Linked DNA regions of Mus musculus: region 1 is linked to region 2. Evidence: chromatin contacts called from public HiChIP or PLAC-seq data. All regions are on one chromosome and are shown on one strand. Each heading gives the region's core, a stretch centred on a gene start, on an enhancer-like site or on the middle of the called end of the contact. The rest is flanking DNA. Distances are from core to core; before and after follow the strand shown. Region 1 has its middle 9.1 kb from the start of Clec4d. Region 2 has its middle 22 kb from the start of Slc2a3.

Region 1 (2,700 bases), core at 93-2,592, 490 kb before region 2:
GCTCAGAATATTTTAACAAATTAAGCATCAAGAAGAGATTCTGTTCTAGAAGGGGAAAAAATGCAGATGTTGCCAAAAAAAAAAAAAAGACAGAAATGTGATGTTTGATTTGTCAACATAACTAGATATTAAAAGTTCATAAACTACAGCTTCATAGATTAGCATAGATAAAATATGTTCCTTCAAGAAAGATTTGTTTTGTAGAGAGAAGACAAAAGTATTTCTAAGAAATATCTCTATCTCTCCTTCACTTTCCATGAAATTAGGGTGCTTGAATAGAACAGAAGGGAAACAGTTATCCTTAACTCTCACCCCTCAAGTCACAAAGCAGCTTTAAGCTATATACTGGTGTAGACAGAGATGATTACGAAACACCACAACTGGTAAAAATGCAAAGGACTGATGTGATGTGCCCATACCCAATAAATATATCTACAAGATGACTCCTGCACTTAAGGCTCAGGGAACATCACAGTACTGGAAAACCTATAAGAGCTGGTAGACCAGACAACCTGCTGTGAGATCATCCTAGAATTACAGAGAAGTTGTGTCCACGGACCTCAATAATACAGCTTCCTAAACAGGATAGGAACAGTGACAACACCAATGGACATCCTATCAAGTAGGTGCTAGTCTCCAGCACCCACTCCTAGACAAAGAGCTAATGGCAAATAAACAACTGCTGTGATAATTAATTTCTCCCAGGGATGAGCCCTCAAATTGATTATCCAATTCCAAGTGATCATTTCTGAAATCACATACCTACAAACAACACCACACAGACTCCACAAGCTGTACTTGTATGTATATACATAATGTATTATGTATATATGCAAAGATATGTAATATATGTGTGTGTATATATATATGCATATATATATGTAACATGGCTATATGTATATGATATATACATATATACTAGCTGATAATGGCCAAAAAAAAAAAAAGAAGCCATGAATTTGAGAGAGGGAGAATACACGGAATGTGTGGAAAGAAGAGAAATGGAGGGGAGAAAATAACTAGTTATATTTAATTTTAAAATTAAATACATGTATTTAAATAAAACCATGAAAAACTTCTAATGATTCTTAGATTCACACTGTGAGTTTCTTACTTGCCCAGGGACCACTATAAGAGGCAGTTTTGTTGGTAAATTCCAGAGTGCTGTCTGAAGACATTCAGTGTGAAACAGTTTAGATCTCCAAGTGGAGCAGTAGGATTACATATGAGGGCTTCAGAACAGAACTCAAGATGAACAGGAAGTCAGAAACAACAGGAAGCTTGACTGCTCATGGCAAGATGGTACTTTTTCAGCAAGATTGCACTTTAGGGCAGATTATGAAACACATTGTTAATTTTCCAGTATGACTTTGATGAGTCACCAGCAAAGAGGAAGGTGTCTAGAGAGATAGTGAGACATAAAGAACATAGGTCAATGGTTCTCAACTCCTTGGACAAAATCCTCTCAGAACTCAGCTCAGCTCTGTTATCCCACACTCCTTATGTGTTTGAAGGCAAAAGTCTGCCATCATGGTGCTGACCCCATTCAATGCCAACTTTCCCCAATGCCTCTCTCTATGTCTGTTCTCTGTATGTAAACACTGGAAAGAGAACTTTGCTATATCAGAGTTTGCTTGTGTTTGTTTATGGTATTTTTGTTTGTTTACATATGTTTTAATACCCATCACATTAAAATGTGAGCCACAGTCAAAGATCTATAAGGTGGATCTGTTTTTGACAGTACCAGAAAAATTAGCAATTTAATTATATAATCTACACAGACACTGCTCTCTCTATTCCCCCCCTATTGCCTTCTCTTCTAACCAACCCTATGTTCCCCCCTTCCCCCCAAGTATTCTATTTGTGTTTTCACCCCTTTTGAAAAGTTCAGCTTCTGTATATGAGAAAAAGCATGGAATATTTATCTATCTGCAAATACCCTAAATTTATTCTTAGTAACTGATGAAATCTAACAGTCATTTTGATTTGCATTTCCGTGGTGGATAAAGAATATATAAGTTCTTCTCAGACATGAGAGACTTCTCTGTTGAGAATTCTCTGTTTAGTTCTATACCCTATGTTTTTTATTGAATTATTTGGTTTGTTGGTGCGAGTTTTTTCTTTTTAATTATTTTATTAATTTACACTCCAAATGTTGCTCCCCTTCCTGGTCCCCCCTCCACAAGATCTTCACCCCATTCCCTCTCCCCTTTGCTTCTTAGAGGGTGCTCCCCTACCCACCCATCCACTCCTACTTCATCCCACTAGCATTCCCCTTCCTTGAGGCATTAAGTTGCTACAGGACTAAGCACATCCTTTCCTGCTGAGGCCAGACAAGACAGTCTTCTGCTACATATATAGTGGGGGCCATGGACCAGCCCATATATGCTTGTTGGTTGGTAGCTTAGTCTCTGAGAGCTCTGAGGGATCTGGTTGGTTGATATTGTTGTTCTTCCTATGGGGTTGCAATCCCCTTCAACTCCTTAAGTCCTTCTCCTAACTCTTTCATAGGGGTCCCCAATCTCAGTCCAATGGGTGGCTATAAGTATCTGCTTCTGTAGTAGTCAGCTGCTGGTAGAGCCTCTCAGAGGACAGCCATACTAGGCTCCTTTCTATACGCATATCTTGGCATCAACAATAGTCACAGTAATCCATTGGACTGAGCATAGGGTCCCCAATGATGGAGCTAGAGAAAGGACC
Region 2 (2,727 bases), core at 76-2,575:
TCTCAAGATGTAGCTTTGGATATCCTGCAATTCACCACATAGACCTAGTTGACCTCTAACTCACTGATCCTCCTGCCTCTTCTCCAGAGTGCTGGGATTAAATGTTTGTGTCAATCCGACCAGCTTCCTGATACATTTTAAAAGATATAAGGAAGCAAAATTGAAGGAAAATTGGATTTATGTACGACTTGTCCAAAACAGAGAATGATGCCTAGTTTTTCTCCGCCATTTCTGTAACAGGTGTAAATTTTACAGAAGTGATGAAACAAAGGCCAGGAAATAAGGGTATGATAAAGTTGTCAGATCCCTGTGAAATCTTTCCCGGTAGGCAAAGTGCCCCGTCCTAACCCCCACCCCACCCCCACCACCGTCCCTTAACCCTCCTCACCAGGGGATCTGCACCCCACCTCCACCCTCAAACGCTTGGGAGTCCTGGGGAAATTTTAATTCTTTGGTCCATTGTTTGAATAGGTTGATAGCTAAGGGGAGGAGCTGGTGTCTCTCCCAGATTATCTCCTCCTGCTGGGTCCGTTACAAAAGCCTACAGTCGCTCGAATGCCACCGAACAATGACCGGGTAACCTCAGTGAGAGCATGCTGCAGGAGAATGTTCTAAGAGTAAATTTGCACTCTGATGATTGCAGTGGGGTGGCACGGAGACAGGAGACTGCAGGCATCAAAAATTAGTCATCTACCCGAACAGCTGGAATGGGTGAACGCTTTTGCACGCGTAGTATATGTAAAGCTGACTGAAATAAAAAGAAGCAGGCAGCGTGGGAAACGTGAGCGACCTGGTGTGCTGCACGACGAAGCCGAATGGCCTGCGGCAAAATAGATGGACAGGTGGGGAGACTGCCGGGCGCAGGTGGGGCATTCGCCCTCGCCCTCGAGGCAGACTCTGGCGTAACCTGCTGCTCCACAGAGATGCCTCGGATTCCTGACAACTGCACTTTCTCAGCCCCATCCGGTGGGCGCTGGCCGACCCCGCCCGGCAGAAGGGACGTGCGTATTGGCACGGCGCCCGGCAGCCCCCGCGGTCCCTGAGTCGCTTGGATCTGCCTCCCCAGCTCGCTGACTCATTCGCGCATCCTGCAGTGTTCCGCTCCTTCCCTTGGTCCTCACGTTCCCTTGACGTTTTTGGTTGACTTGTCGGGAGGAGGCGGGGGTGGGGGTATTAAAAAGAAAGAAACGGACTGGGAAAGGCGGAGGGTGAATTTAGAAGTAAAAGGTAGGGTGGGCTGCAGACCACCAGGAAGAAGGAAAGGGTGGGCCTGGGAAGGATCAGATGTGTGTGAGCATGCGCAGAGCGTTGGGTCACCCTGCACCATCCGCAGCGAACTGCGCCACTGTGGCACGATCGACGACCGACGGAAAAGAACAGCCCTGCACATTAGGGCTATACATTTTGTGCTACTTGCTATTTAGGCGTGCGTCGGGGTCGAAATAAGCAGAAGAAAGTAGAAATAAGGGCTTTCTGGTGCCTGCCTCGCCGTCCTAACATCCGCCGTACTCTACCTTTCTCTGTGCCCCAAACCAAGGAAGCACGTGAACGCTGCTTGCATGCATTTAACCCTTAATGACATTTTAGGACTTTGGATAGACATGTTCTTCATAACACCAGTCGCGGGACATAATCTGATGTGTTGTAAATTGGCATTAGAAAATCTAAGCATGTTATCCTTTAAACACATCTTGAGCTGGGATGTTTAACCTAAGTGCTTCAGTCTCTGACCCTCACTTCTCCAGCCTGAAAAGGGAATATTACCCATGAGAAAATGAGGAACTCCCTGCTGAGTCTGTTGGCCTTGGCCCATGCTCAACAGTTATCTCCCTACATTGGTCTTTGGTTGGGTCTATGCAGACTGTTTGCTACCTTTTAAGCGCGCGCGCGGGGGGAAGGAGGTGTTCACAAAAAATGACTAAGGTGGGTGTAAAGAAAACCTAAGGACAATTCATCAACTAATCTTCAGCCACCTCTCCTCCAGTCCCAGTTTTTCCCTCACTAATGACATGGATGACAGCAGTATACTCAAAGTGACTTCCTCTCAGTGCTTACTCTCCAGTAAAATCTAAAGCTGCCTGCAGGCCCCGGGGGAACCTGGAAAACCAGCCTCTAGGCCCAGTGCCCTTAAGTAGGGCACTCTCACGGTGGCACTCCCGTGGATTCCTGTTACATGAAATGAAAGATATTGAGAGAGAGACTGAGACTGAGAAAGACTTTCCTGTTGAGTACGGTCGGTTGTCAGTCTTGGCTGGACCATTTTTTCATTCACAGGAAGTCCTCAGAGTTTCCCCGCTCAGAGGCATGTTCTTTGTCTCCAGCCTCTGCTACCACAGACAGTGCCTCCTTCCTTCTTCTGATCCCAGCCAATGACTGTGATCTCACAGCTTTAAGGTCCCATTTCATTTGCCTCATCTACAGTAAAACTCGGGAGTTGGTAACTTTTACTGCAAAGGGTCAGATTATGTAAGTGTTTTAGGGTTTGTGGACCACAGTGTCCCAAGAGCCTTGTTGCCTCACTGGCCTCTCTCTGTGGCCTCTCCATCTCCTCTGACCTGAGAGGCTCTCCAAACAGCCTGGGAATAGGGCCCTCACTGAGTACCAGGGGGGTGGCTCCTTTCCTGGAACTCGGTATCAGCTGTTTATCTGCAGCCTCCAGATCCCTAGCCTTGGAAGATGCTTCCTGTGGGAGTGGGAGGGGTCTAGAGAGGGTAATAGTGAGTGAGC

Evidence for each region. HiChIP or PLAC-seq counts read pairs in DNA pulled down with a chosen protein or histone mark.
Region 1: an H3K27ac HiChIP or PLAC-seq map of acute myeloid leukemia shows a contact between it and region 2, with 5 times the contacts expected there. The contact joins two enhancer-like sites. A contact is called at or near these places in 1 of 39 promoter capture datasets (neutrophils), 1 of 484 Hi-C or Micro-C datasets (LSK cells) and 3 of 115 datasets of contacts at active chromatin or transcription factors (acute myeloid leukemia, bone marrow-derived dendritic cells and bone marrow-derived macrophages).

The regions. Positions count from the first base shown.
Region 1 is chr6:123,251,608-123,254,307 of GRCm38.p6, reverse strand. No RefSeq gene overlaps it. Among named protein-coding and RNA genes, the nearest start is that of Clec4d, 9.1 kb to the left of the region's middle. Within about 2 kb of position 1,342, at least 56 of the 459 cell types and tissues checked have an H3K27ac peak or open chromatin away from gene starts, as enhancers often do. A contact at or near this core is called in acute myeloid leukemia, bone marrow-derived macrophages and neutrophils, where this site is marked.
Region 2 is chr6:122,763,104-122,765,830 of GRCm38.p6, reverse strand. It overlaps a transcript of Slc2a3 not described here. Among named protein-coding and RNA genes, the nearest start is that of Slc2a3, 22 kb to the right of the region's middle. RefSeq lists an enhancer at 1-1,802. Within about 2 kb of position 1,325, at least 236 of the 459 cell types and tissues checked have an H3K27ac peak or open chromatin away from gene starts, as enhancers often do. A contact at or near this core is called in acute myeloid leukemia, bone marrow-derived macrophages and neutrophils, where this site is marked.